Linked DNA regions of Mus musculus: regions 2 and 3 are each linked to region 1. A link is a contact called in public HiChIP or PLAC-seq and capture Hi-C data. All regions are on one chromosome and are shown on one strand. The core of a region is the stretch at or near the end of the contact, and the rest is flanking DNA. Distances in the headings are between cores, read along the strand shown.

Region 1 (4,665 bases), core at 1,531-4,030:
AAGCTGGGGTACCACCCTTTACTTCTAGACCATCCTTGCTTTTACCTTTCAGCTCTGTGGCTATCTCCGTAGACCTGGAGACAGGCTCCTTAATCTTCTCTTTCTGGCTTTACATAGCATTGTCCCTTATCTAGGGGGGTCGGAGGTGGGGCTGGCCTCCCCCTGCCCTTCCTCCTCCCGCAGAGACCTCTGCCTTCTGTAAGATATCTCGCCTCTGACTTTGCACAAGACTTCTGGGAAGGAACATCCAGTATTCAGCATCTCAGACCCACCCCCAAATGCTATAGAAAGTCTTTGTCACATTTTTCTCTTATAGGACATAACTAGAAATAACCCCACCATCCCTCCATTCTTCTGAGGTAGTGGTGATGGAGGTAAGAAAGAGGTATCTTGAAGTTCCTTTTGAAAGACCGCCTTGTATATTTCTATCCTGTAAGCTTTGTGGCTCCGATAGACCTAGTGGAACTCACCTAGGGAGGTGGCTCTTGTGATCCAGCTCACCCAAGTCACTCCCATCCAGCGCTAGAGATGCAGCTTTCAGAGCCACTCTCAGCCTGACCCTGTGCTGGGAGCGCGTCCTTCCCCCTCAGTCCTTTCTGCTTATGGGGAAGCTACCTGGGCCTGCTTGCGTCCTTGAGTGTCTAATGGAAAGAGAAGGAACTGGGTCTAAAATAATTTTAATGCGATTTTTAGGTTCTGGAAATTTTTAATTCCGATACTTGTCTCCCACTCAAGCATACTTATAGTTGACTCCATGTATTTGGAGATCTTGACAGTTCAAAAAAAAAAAAAAGAAGCTGCTCCTTTCTAAGACTATGCTACTAAACTTATTATATTTTAAAAATTGCTTGCACTCTTACTGTCATTATTTTTTTCTTCAGTGGTAAGCATTGAACCCAGGGCCTCAACTTTATAAACAAATACCCTACCATGGGAGTTAAACCCACAACCTCCAATTATTTTAAAAATGAATGCAATCAAGGGAAGTTTGTCCTTACCCCCACCTCCCACACACACACACAGTGATATAAGTGGAAGGGATGAATCTAAGACCTCAAGAATACTAGGCCGATGCTTTGCCACTGAGCTATGTACTTTTTTTTAAATGTTTAATTTCTTTATAAGTATTAATAAGTTGAGATAGGTAGGGATGATCTACAGGGGTATTTTGTTTGTACAATTCTGAAAACTGGATAGGCATTCTAAGTTGATATTATGTATGTATTTGAGACAGGGTCTTACTGTACAGCCTATCTGATCCGCCCACCTCTGTGTACGCTACTATGTCCAGCCCCTGATTCATATTTTAAAGGATGCTGGGCAAATAGTTAACCATGGAGCTTTTCTTTAACGTGTGTCATATAGCAGTGAAGCAATGATCCTGACCCAGTGGTCCCTGGGTAGGCGTCTCCCATCACTTGTTTTAACAGTGAACAAAAATGTTGAGTATATGACTTTCTGTGGCAGCATTTATGCTTTTCTTACCTGGAGAATAACTGGGTTGTGTCAGGGGCCTCCAGATATGAGGGTCTCCCTGGCTCATTCAGAGCCTTCCCTGTAAGTTGCTCCTGTACTCTAAAGTCCAAAGAACTTTTTAAAGAGAATAACATAAAGGAATAGAGAATGGAGTCACTGAAGTATGAAAACAGAAAAACTTCTGGAAGAATCTTGGTGTCACTACCCACCCAGGAACTGCTTGTGAGAGTAAAGGGTGGTGGAGCGTTCTCTTCCACACAGATCAGTCCTGCCCCACGTGCTTGGGAGCTGTTTGTGGAGGACTCCCCGTGAGATGCTCAAGGATAGCTATGTGGTACACTTACGCACCTTGTTTGTTTCCAGATGCTCTGAGAAAGGAAGAAGTGAGAAACTGCAGGACAGCTGCACCTCAGCATCCTTGCTTATGTGGGACCTTTCTTTCTCCTCTTTCTGTGGTGCCGTTGGGGAACCTGGAGCTCACTTCTGTGCGTGCCAGGCAGATGCTGGCTCTCCGAGCTATGTGCCAGCCCTTCAGCTTCTTAAGTCCTGTCCCTGTATTGCAACCTTCGTTGCTGTGTTGTGGCTCCAGAACATGCTGCATGCCCCCTTCTTCTGGGCTTTCAGGGTCCGTGGACCCCCAGAGCAGACATTCTCAGACTCCCGAGGGACATGCGCGAAGATGTTTTCTGTATCTTCTACAGAAAGAACAGGGCATGCATTTGGTCCTAGTTGTTCAGCGATGTCCCCGTATTTGTAGGAATCTCTACCTCAAGGCATTGTTAGTTGTACATTTCTTACTCTCTTCAGCTCTTTTTCCTCTCCTCTGTTTCTGCTTGCACCAAGTGCTGTTTCTCTTTTCCTCCTTTATGCTGGAGAATCAGCTGGGTCTGTTCAGCCATTTTTGTCTCTCTTTGGTGTTTATGGTGCCGAAGTTGAAACCTGGGGCCTCACATGCTAGGCAGGTGCTTTGCCACTGAGTGGTCCGTGCATTCCAGTACTATTACCACGCCACTGGGATGCTCAAAGCTCCACCTAGAGCTAGCATTCTGAGCATTCTCCTGTGTCGTTAACAAGCCCTCAGCATCTCGGGAATGGAGGGTGTACTTGGGCAGAGGTAATGGGGGTCCTAGCTGTTGAAGGCACACTTGTATGTTCTGGTGGAATCAGCTAACAGCTTGCTTACAGGTGCAGATGCAGGGTGGGAACTGTCCTCACCATGGACACTGAGTAGAGGAAACTAGACAGAAGCAGAATTTTTCCTTCTTTTAAACATCTTTTAATGTTATCTTCTTTTAATTTTTCAGGTTGTTGCAATCCTGTGCTCCAGAAGTGGTGGCTTTGAGGTGTGACCCTGCCCACATTTGGGCCCAGTCCTCACCAGCTCCTCGGCAGAACGAAGAAAACAGGTCAGTTACCCTGCGTAGGCTTCCTTGAGTCCAAGCAGTCTCACGTGAGTGAGTCTTCAGGCACTCCCTTGCCTGGACTTGAATTGTCTGCTGCTTTCACAGGCCCTCTGTCCTGTCTGTCCCTTTGTATCTTCCTCCTCATACCTCATCCATTCTTTCTCCCCAAGGCATAGAGCGAAATCCTGTTAAAATCATAACTGCATCTTGCTGGTTCTTGAGCTATTGAGTCTCTGGTGTGTGGGATGAGGCGTCTCAGAAGAGGATGCGCAGGGCACCTCACAGGAAGCAAAACCTCAGGCAACCCTCCTTCTCCTTCCTCTTTTCTTCTTTCTTCCCAACTCCCAGTTCCAAAGTGCAGGTTCAAAACTAGAGCAACTAAAACGGAAGCAATCAGTGGTATCAATCGTTCACATCTGTGACTTGAGAGCTTCATTTGGGGTCCTTGTCTGATTCCAGCTGGACATGTTTAGTAAAACAGGGCCAGTGTTTTTTATTTGAAAGATTTTAGTGTGGTGGGTGTGTGTGTGTGAGAGAAACCTATCGGGTCTCTCTCCTTTTGACATGTGGATCTTAGGGACTGAATTCAGGTTGTCAAGCTTGGCACCAAGCGCTATTACCACAGAGCAAGTTTATCATTTTTATTTTTGTTTTAAAAATGAGCTTAGTTGCAGTACCTAGGACAATACGGGGAAGAAGCAATTGCGTGGAAGAGAGAATGAGGCATTTCTAGGTTTGTGAATATTAGGTTAAACAAACACACACTACACAAGAACCTTAAACTATTAAAACTATATTAGCCTAGTAGGTAGGAGTCCTAACAGCTTAACCCCACAAGGTAGGGGATTTCAGCCCCTCTGGTACAAGCACAGAATTCTCTCTGAGACTTGGAACATATGTTAAAGAGTGAGTATTAGTATCCTCTTTAAAGCATGCACAGGAAATGGCATTGTATCAAAGGGAAAAATTGTCTTTCCTAACACAGATTGAGTATCAGCAGGCTTAAATGTTTTCATTTGGATGGTTGTTTCATTTCATTATTGCTGGATAGTTACAGAGGATCAACTAGAACTAGCCAGCTTGTTTCTGGTTAAATAAATTATCCTTTACCTCAGCATTAATGTAAAGATAAATGTTGTTTTTAATGTTTTTCTAAAGCTGAACAGTTAACAGTGTTGAGTTTGCACTAGGCTTTTCCTTCTGCCCTGTTCCATGACCCCAAAGGAAAATTCCCAAGCCAGACTCAGCCAAGACTTAGCAGACTGGCGTGAAGCTGTAGCCCAGCTCTGAGGACAGCGTGTTGGTGCTTCTGAAACATCCTCTCAGCATGTGTTCAGGCCCCTCTCCTTTTGTTAACTGCATTCTCATCAGAAATCATAGTTCCCCTTTAAAACCTTGCTGCTGTTTACTTAACATTTCAAATATGGAAAGGAAGTAAACAAACGGGTTCCTAGTGCCACACTTTACACTTTATCCCCTAGAAGGAAATAGATGTAGCCAGCGTCTTCCTGTCCAGACAGCAGGGAACATGATTGCAAGGCTTCTCTCCTTTTCAGGTAGGAAAAAATGCTAGGTAGTTAGCACACATTTATATAGCTAGCTATATGTGCTCTTGCTGGATTGACATGTGGGGCAGGGATTATTGGTAATTTGCCTCTATGGAGGGAATATATGTTTTGTCACTTCCTATTGAGCTGGACATGATGGAACATAACCCTAATATGTGGCTGGGCATGGTGGTGCACACATTTAATCCCAGCTCGCGCGCGCACGCACACACACACAC
Region 2 (4,665 bases), core at 1,043-3,542, 640 kb after region 1:
GCTTCTCTCTAACTGGCATTTCTGGTTTGGAGCCCTTGTGGATACAGCACTACAGAGACTGCCGGCTGTATTCAGATGTGGCCTGGAGCCAAGTGACAGAGCAAAGGCACCTAACCTTACCTTTGACCTAACTGTCCCTAGGTTCAGTGTGACCAGATGCTGGCACCAGATCAACAGCAGGAGGACAATCCTGCACCCACAAAGCTTAGAACAAATACAGAGACAGGTCAGTGCCATCACTACACAGTGTCCTTGCCCCAGCATCACACATGGACAGTGAACATTCCAGGCACTCACGGTGAGAAAGAAGTGGGGAGAGGACCCAGCGTAGTCTACCTTGAGTACCATGTTGTTCTTAAAATTTTGAAATCTTAGCACTCTGTAGGCTGAGACCAACAAAGTCATGAGTTCAAGGTCAGCTTGGCTACACAGAGAGATCCTGCCTCAACTTCCCCTTAAAACATCAAAAACCCAGCCTTCAAAGGCCATGGGTGGGCTCCTACATCTCTCTAATATTTTTATCAGAATAGCAAGAAGCAAACAATTGAAGGCTTATCCTAGAGAGCAGCCTCGACCTAAACGTCTGTAAGCCATAGAGTTAAAAAAAAAAAAAAGAATCTGTGGTGTATACCCCAACTGGCCAAGACTAGCTGGTTATTCATTGCATATATTCTAAACTTAAAACTCCATCAGCACTCCAGAGAACCTAACCCTGCCTGCATGTCAACTTTTCTCATAAAACTAAAAACCCTTAGATTTATTCCACCGAAATCAACTCCAATTAAGTCCTGTGGTGTACTTAACTGGAATCACTACTTTGAGACGACTTGTGCACAGAGTAACTATTAACGCGACTGACTGTGGCAGACTCCCAGTCTTTTTCTTTCAATGGTAGTTCTACAGACTCAAGTGGCTGTTCTTGGGAATGTAAAACAGTGTATCCCATTCCTGCATTCTTAACTGATAATGGCTGTGAGCCAAAATGATCCCCTCCCCCACAAAGTTAATTTAACACTAAACGAATTGAAATGCAGTAATAGCCCGCTCTAGGGTTATGGGCAAAGTTTCTCCCACTTTAGAAAAATACAATCACTGACTACATTGGATTCCACAGGCACATTTTTCTTAACTGCTTAACCCCCTGTCCTTAATGAGTCCCTACTGAGCTAGAGGAAGAGTACTTTGCTCAGCAATAAACACAGCCAGAACATCCCACATCTCAAGAGCCTGTGCTCTAAATACCGCTTTCTGCTGTGGACCGGAGAACTTCTTTCTCTGAGCATCTAGGCCCCAGTAGCAAAGCACTGCTATGTCTAGACTAATTCTTGGGGTAGTGAGGTGCACCAGGAAGCCCCAACCGAAGAATGGAAGCCTGAAGTTATGACTTTTAGGAAGAACAGTTCGACCTCACACTTTCCAAATGACCGGGCCCCAAATGAGAACAGGAGGTGAAAGAGTTAAAGGCCTTGAGAATACAGCTCACATCCACTCCAGCGTGCAGCGGAGACTCCAAAACTGGCACCTCGCTGGACTCCAGGGGCCGGGGAAGTCTCAGTTCCCGACCTAGGCTATCTTTTCCTACCCTCGACACACAAAGTGGGCAATCACATCTTGAGGGGGCCTTAGATTTCCAATCCAACCCAATATTGATGGGCCAGCAGGAAGAACCCTTCAGGATAGGGCACGTGGACGCCGGGCTCCCGCCGCGTCCGGCCAGCACAGGAAGTTTGGGGAGCTGGGCAGGGGACAGAAGCGGGGGATGCCTGGACTCCAGCAGTGTGGCGGGGTGGAGAGGCTTTTCCGGGTCTCCCCTCGGGGCCCGCCCTTCCTAGCTCGCAGGCCGGCGGCTAGCGCCACGTCAGCGGCGAGGCCCGAGCGCGGCCCACGCCCCCGGCGCAGCCTGCGCGGCCTCGCGCCCTCTCCCCGGTCCCCGGCTCCAGGTCCCTGGTCCCCGGTCCCAGATCGGGCTCCGCCGGCCTGCTGGAGCTGCAGTTACCAGGGCGCGAAGAACATGACGAAGTGCGCGGCGCTCTGGATCCCGTGCGTGAACATGTCGGCCGTATACAGGTGCTTGGCGTGCGGGTCCTGCTCGACCCCGCTGTCCGCTTCCACCTCCTGGGCCCGGGCGCCTTTGCGCGCCCCGAGCAGCAGCAGGAGCGTGGCCAGGGCCGGCAGCCCGGCCAGCGGCTGGAGGAGGCGTCCTGGGCGCGGGGGCATCGTGGCGGGGCTGGCGAGCTCTCGCTCGTGCCGCGGGTCCCCTCCGCGGCGCCGCTCCCGCCCCGGCTCCTCCCACGACCGCAGAGCCACGCCTCAATCACGCCCCCGCTCGCAGAGCCACGCCCCCTGTCCCGCCGGCTCACCTAGCAACTTGCTGTCTTCTGCTGAAAGCCACCAGGAAGAGGTCGCTTAGGTCCTGGGGTCCTTGTGCAGCACCTCCAGCGCTATCTCAGTCCGGTTCCCTTCCATCCCGCTGAGCTCATTCTCCTTCCCAAGCTCCTCATCAGCCTTTCCCTGCTAGGGACGAAGAGGCCAAGCTGCCAAGCTATGGAACAGTGGCAGCTTCTGTTGATAACTAATCAGACACCAAGAGACCCGAGAGTTTAGGACCAAGCTGAGCTGCTGTCAGCAGAAAGGAGGAAATCAGGCAAACGTGTGTGGGGTTTGCTCTTGCATAAGTCAGATTCTTAGCCAAAGCTCAACTGTGATTTGAGGGCCTGGCCTCAGGGGGTGTGATGAAACCACTTCCCAAGAGCACCTCCTCTGTTATCCTGCCCTGCCTTCACTTTGAAAAGGAAAGGCAGTCAAAGTGGCCCTTCCTTCAGGCCCTGGCTAGTGCCCTGTGTGCCCTAACTCACCCTGGATAGGAAAATGAATGGCAACAGCTGTTCTGGGTGAGAGCTAACGCCTGGGCTGGGGCGCATGGACCCACGCCAACTCTTGAACTTTAAGTCGGGTGGCAATCTAAGCTCCCTGCCCTGCCTTGAAAACCTGGAGCTAAGTTAGGGAGAACGAAACAACCACTAGACACTTGAGAGAGGTCCTAGAGCTATGCTCTGTACCGATGAAAAGGAAGCTGGCATCATAAGACATATATATGGTGATCTTTTATTGGGAAAAAGCAACGGGCATAGTAAGAAGAGTACATGGCCATCTTGTATTGGACTTCTGAGCAACACTTCTGAAAATCACCTGATCTTTATTAGCCTCAGCCTCCCTAAACCAAAAGCCTGGGTTAGCAACAGTTGGGGGTGGTGGTAAAGGGAGGGGCAGGGAAACTCACATCATCTGTAACTATTCTCATGTTAGGTTCGTCCACCTGTAAATGTTTAACCATGGTTTTCCAAACACCAAACTGCAGCATCTCTTGCTTGCCCCCTCTCTCCCTTTGTGCCCTCACATTCTGAGTAAGCACAGTTCAGCCAAACGCTTCTTCCGGCTTTCCTAACCTGAACAGACCTAAACTTGCCCATCGCAGGAGAAGTTCTATGAGCATCCTTTGCCCACGTGATTTTGACTATGGCAATTTGTTGCTCCAACTTGAACCAGCACACCAACTCTGCCCAGTAGCCTTGGCATACAGACTAAAATAGAAATCCCTGATGCTGTCCTTGAAGGCCTCCTGTGATGTGCTCTGCCATGCCTCGTGTCCTGTGAGGCTTGCTGGTGACCAGAAATCCAAGAACTCTTGCCATGTCATCTGTACTGTCAAGGTCAAAGCTTTATGCTCCTCAATACTTCTCTCACTTCATTGCTAAGACATCGCAACAGAAGGTACTATGTTTATAATATCAACTCCTTTTTCACCTGCCCAAAGCTGTGTGGTTCCAGATCCCTTTGGGGGTCAAATATCAGCTATTAACATTATGACTTGTAACAGTAGCAAAATCCTAGATTTGAAGTAGCAATGAATAGTTTTATGGTTGGGGTCACCACAACATGAGGCCCTGCATTAGAGCGTCACAGCATGAGGAAGGTTGAGAACCACTAGCACAGACCATAGCTCTTGGAGCCCTCTCGAACGCTGGCTGTTGGTTGATGTTTCACTCTTGCGTCTCGTGCAGTTGAGACGAAAGGCAGATAGCACCCTTTACCAATGTGTTCCCTTCTATCCACAGACCTTCAGCTCCCGACATATTGGATCTACTGAGCATCCCACCATCATCTGCCCTTGCAGTTTTTGCCATCCTCCCAGGACACTCTCCTATTTCACTGAAGACTGTGGTGCCTTCCAGATGACAGAATTCCCAACAACCCTTTCCTGTCATCATTCCTGGTGACTTTGGTGATTTTGACATTTCCATCAGGAACCCCTTTATACAAGGGAATCTAGAATGTTTACTGTTTCTAATATCTGGATAAAGGTGCTAGGGTTTGGGTCTTGAATGTAAACCTCTGTGGGTCCATGTGTTGGAGACCTATCTCCAGAGTGGTGCTAGTGGAAGGGGGTAGAATTTTTAGATGCAGGGTGGGAGGTTTTAAGATCATTGAAGGTGTGTCTTCAGAGGCGATCTCAGGAGCCCTACCACTCATTCCCTGCCTCCTAAGGTGAGGAGCTGTATTCCCACCCTGGGGAGCTGTCTAAAGCACTGAGGTGGCTATGAACACTGCCCAGAACCTCCAAGCCTGACAGTCAAATACTTTTCTTCTTTGTGTCTCAGGTATTAA
Region 3 (4,665 bases), core at 763-3,262, 540 kb before region 1:
CTCAAAGAATGTTTTGTTTTCTTTATAAAGTTTCCAGTTAAAAACTTGTCTTCGTCACTGTTCTATTGCTGTGACAAGACGCCATGAACAAGAGAATTCTTATAAAAGAAAGCATTTAATTGGAGACTGGCTTACAGTTTCAGAGGCTTAGTCCATTATCATCATGGCAGAAAACACAGTGGTATGCAGGCAAGGTGCTGGAGAAGTATCTGAGAGCTACATCCTGATCTGTAAGCAGAGACAGGGGGAGGTGGTGGGGGGCTGGGCTTTTAAAACCTCAAAACCCACCCACCCCCAGTGACACACTTCCTCCAAAAAGGACACACCTCCAATCTTTCTGATCTTTTCAAACAATTCCACTTGATGTTGACTATTCTTTCAAATACATGAGCCTGCGGGGCTATGTGTATTCAAACCACTGCACTTATACTAGCTTTCTGTCACTGTGAGAGAGTGCCTAAGGTAAATAGACAAAGGGAGGAAAAGTTGGTGTTGCCCCACAGCATCAGAGGTTTCAGAGCATGGACATGTGGCCCCATTTTTCTGTGGGTTGGATTGGACCATGTTAAGGTGGGGCTACACATGGAGGAAACCTGATTTCCTTGTGTTGGCTCGAAAACAAAGCAAAAGGAGGGATACGAAGAGTTAGAATTCCACTATTCTCTTTAAGATGATCTAAATTAAAGGTCCCACCACATCTCAATGGTGCCCCAGGCAGGTGACCAAACTTAGCAGCACATGGAACTCTGGGTGACAGTTAATATCCAAACCATAACAGAACTCAAGATGACACCATTATGGATTGATTTCTGAAACAGGTGAGCCAAAAACCACTCGTCAGACCCAAGTCCTGGCTCTTGGTTGACAAAATGAGTTCCCATAACTCCTTGAGGGAGTGGCTTGCTCGTTTTTTCCTACGAGGCTGCATTACATGTTATAGAAAAAAATGCCATCTGTCATGCAAGGAGAGAATATTTTTATTGAGAAGTCTTCTAAAAATACATTGTACATTCTCAATGGGATATAATTCATCTCTTCCTGCCATGGGAAAGAGTGTTGCCTGTTGCTCTGCAGCATCACTGGCCTTGGCCGTGAGTTTGATGAACTGCATAGAGTGGGGTTAGGATTAAGAAAGCTGAGGCAGAGCGGCAAGAGTCCATGGAGGGCAGCATCTTTGTGTGAGAAGCGGTGTCAGTCACCTCTCCTAGTTGAACTAGCCTTTCAGGGAGGCCATGGGCCCATGAACTGTCTCCATGGGTAAAAGCACTTACCTCACAAACCTGGTGACTTGAGTGCCACTCGCAGAACCCACAGAGAAAGGAGAGAATTGACTCCCAAAAGTTACCTTCTGACTTCCACATGATCATACACACGCAAACACACAGAAAGACAACACAGATATACACTAAAAAAATAAATAAAATAAAAATGTTAAAAGGGTAATCCTTCCTCCTGGTGCTGTTGGCCCAGAAATGGAAGATGGCTTACTTCTCAGAGGGAATGCACCACCCAGCTCTGTGTGGGCTCCTAGGACAAGCTCCTGTTCCGCTGGCCCAACCCCAGGGCCAAAGCCAGACAAGAACAAATCCAAAAACCCGGTTCCAGATCCTAAGTTCTAGTATACCACCCTCAAAATGTCACATGTGCCTGCTGGCGTTAGCCAGCTCTGAGACTCACATCAGTGGGGTGTACGCTGATAGAAAACACATGGTGGCCTGAAGCTCATTTTTCCTGAGTTTACAGCTCCAGTGGGGGACAAAGATTCTAAAAGGGGCTGTTCTGAAGAGTCCTGCAGGACCTCTTCCTGTGAAAGCGAGAAGTCACCTTTCAACCTAGCCCATACCTGCCCATATGCGCATGCGCATGTTCAGAGATATGCGCGCGCGCGCGCACACACACACTTGCTATTTCAAGTATGTGAAAGCCCCCTGGAACAGTATTCAAATGCCCCTCCCCGCTGTCTGTCTTTGTCTTCTCACAGTATATTTCCCAGAGACTAGTATTCGAGAAGTGAAACTGAACATACTACTCCTTCAGGGGGAGGACGAGCTTCGGAGGTCTTTTTATTGGGCTGGCTTACCATTGGGCACACACAACCCCCTCGCCATGAATGGTGTCGCAGCTGCCCTCCTTGTGTGGATTCTGACTTCTCCGAGCAGCAGTGACCATGGCAGCGAAAATGGTTGGCCCAAGCACACGGCCTGCAACAGTGGGGGCTTGGAAGTAGTCTACCAGAGCTGTGGTAAGGTCTTATGAAATGGCTGCTTGTGCTTATGGGGAAATTAAAGCTACACGTGGGCAATACGAACACTGGGTGAGTATGGGCGAGGGATGAGGTTATCAGCCTCTCCGTGCTTTTTGCTGCTACGGTGAGCTTTTGTCTTGGCAGCCGTGAGGAGGGAAAGGCCAGGGACAGTGGAAGAGCCTTCTGAAAATAACGAAGACCACAGAAAGAGAGAAATGAACAGTCTAGATATGGAACGAAGTCTAAGAGCTCAGCCCTGCCCTCTCCCCCAAGAACAAGTGATCAGTAAGCTTTTCTTCCCAAATCCTGCGCCTACGCTGGCTTTTCACCTCAGCCATTTTGCAAACTGGGTGAGCATCAAGTCACTTTTGTCAGAGACTCTGTCCTTCAGCCGCTCCCTCTAGAGTTCTTGTCATGCCGCACTGTGCCACCCATTAAAGCAGCAAGCACGTCAGAAGTAGCATCCAATGCCAGGGTTTCCCCAGGGGCAAGGACAGCGAAGGGGAGTGCTGTGGTTGGCCTGTGTCCTGGAGCATGTATTAGAAACTTAACCTCAGTGCAACTGTTTGAGAGGTGGCATATACTGAGACGCGTTGGGCTGGGAGAGCCCCGCTGTTGGCACCACGAACCAGAACTTAGGAGTGGGTTAGTTCTAAAGTCTGAATGTGGTACCTCACCTCACTTTTTCCTTCTGTGACGCTATGACACAGCGAGGAAAAATGAGCCTTGGGATCGATTTCCAATGGGCAGTAGAACAAATGGCTTGTGGAAAGGCAGACATTTATGAAACCTGGAAATCTGTAGGGAAACGGGACAGATGAGCTGAAGAGTATGCAAAGGAGACTCTGAGCCTCTGTGTTGGTCCCACCGCTCGCTGAGAATAAATGAAAGCAAACTAGCTGAGCCCGGATTCTGCCACCCAACTTTGGTTTCTGGGGTAATTCAATGGATTCTTTTAAATTTCCTTTTAAAAGGAACCTTGAAGTGCATTTTAAAAATTAAAAATAAGAAAAAGAAAAGGACGCGCTGGGTGGAGAAAGTGCTGACCTCATGATGCTTGCTGTTCTTGGGACAAATGGGAGCCTAGACGTCTGGGGACTTGCTCACTTCAGGAGTAGGATGACAGCCGGATTGGGTCACGTGGACTACTTGGGATTTGATTTTCCGAGACATTAAGCCTCATGTGACTGGCTATTCCATGTCTAAGATTCTCCCTCAGATTGTAACTGAGTCTCATGTGTCCTTTCACTCACCTGGGTCTGTCAGGGAAAGAACGGGGACATAATGTGCTGCCACACTGTCTGCAGTGCTGCATCTATTTGTAGATGGTACTTCTCTGCAGAGTAATTAAATCTCAGAAATAAGCCCTGGGCACTTGGAATAAAGGAACAGGGGAGATGAAGTTTTCATCCAGGGTGAGTGGGAGAATCAGCCAAGGAAACCAAAGGATAACTGCTTTGTGGGAGGGATGTCTCAAAGGCAGGCATCAGTTACCAGGAGACACAGTGATTTGAAGAGAGCAAGGTTTGGATTGTCAAATGTTAACTGAAACTTTAAAGAAATGATAAAAGTAGCTGGGCCACATATTCCACAAGAAGGGTCTGCCTGTGTGTTGAGGGCTGTGCACAGCTCCTCACTAGCATGATCCTTGCTTTGTAGATGTGTAAACCTGGGGCCGGAGATGCCAGATAATACTGTAAAGGCTATCTAGCTGATACTGGAGAAATTATAGTCCAACAGCACAGAGAAGACAAAACATTTGGGTAAATATTTGTGGAGTTAGAACAAACTGATCGCTGACCTCTCTAAATCCAATAACCCTGGTGTGTAGAGTTTTGTTGTTGGACATAGTGATATAGAGGAGGGTAGAGAAGGAGATTTCAGCAGAGAGAATAGCTTATATAAAGGCAAAGAAGTGTGGCACAACCAAGCCAAGTTCAGAGGCCTGAGACATGATGGGAGATGTACAGTCAGAGCCCTAGACAAGGCCATGTTGCCTGCCTTTGGCTTTGGGGAGCCTCCACTTTGGAACGATCCTTTGAGGAGTGGGTGTGACTGGATATGGTACTTGTATCTGGACACCATGATGTTCGGGAAGTTCAGGGAAAAAAGTATGGTCATCATGAAAACCATTCAACAGTCTTTAGACTAAGAGGATTGTAGGTAGACTCTAGGGTCAGCAGACAGGCAAGCTGGACCCTCGGTGCTCTGGCAAGGGTGGTGCTCACTCTGTCTTCTGGGTGGTCCTGAGCTTTTGGAGGTTGAATGACTGGTTTGCAGGGCAGCTGCGTCATAAACAGGTTGCCTGGTGTGACACTCTGGCCAGTGTACTGCTAAGGCAGTATTAGCGCACATCAGGGGCTTCTAAGCTCCCACTACATGCCCAGAAACAGGGTTGCTGAGGTCTTCTGAAGTAATGC

The links. HiChIP or PLAC-seq counts read pairs in DNA pulled down with a chosen protein or histone mark. Capture Hi-C pulls out chosen DNA fragments and counts their contacts.
Region 2: a contact with region 1 is called in an H3K27ac HiChIP or PLAC-seq map of microglia, with 6 times the contacts expected there. The contact joins the promoter of Txndc5 here to the promoter of Rreb1 in region 1. A contact is called at or near these places in 2 of 115 datasets of contacts at active chromatin or transcription factors (microglia and pancreatic cancer cells).
Region 3: a capture Hi-C map of macrophages shows a contact between it and region 1, with 6 times the contacts expected there. The contact joins the promoter of Ly86 here to the promoter of Rreb1 in region 1. A contact is called at or near these places in 1 of 39 promoter capture datasets (pre-B cells), 1 of 115 datasets of contacts at active chromatin or transcription factors (microglia) and 1 of 9 other capture datasets (macrophages).

The regions. Positions count from the first base shown.
Region 1 is chr13:37,886,091-37,890,755 of GRCm38.p6, forward strand. It overlaps Rreb1 (ras responsive element binding protein 1), which reads left to right and starts at 2,781. Exons shown (of 12, transcript NM_001177869.1): 1 at 2,781-2,882.
Region 2 is chr13:38,526,192-38,530,856 of GRCm38.p6, forward strand. Txndc5 (thioredoxin domain containing 5) reads right to left here and starts at 2,293. Exons shown (of 10, transcript NM_145367.4): 1 at 1,997-2,293. The coding sequence starts at 2,217. It overlaps Gm31834 (a long non-coding RNA gene), which reads left to right and starts at 1,712. Exons shown (of 2, transcript XR_382215.4): 1 at 1,712-3,771; 2 at 4,116-4,665.
Region 3 is chr13:37,343,333-37,347,997 of GRCm38.p6, forward strand. It overlaps Ly86 (lymphocyte antigen 86), which reads left to right and starts at 2,013. Exons shown (of 5, transcript NM_010745.2): 1 at 2,013-2,242. The coding sequence starts at 2,107.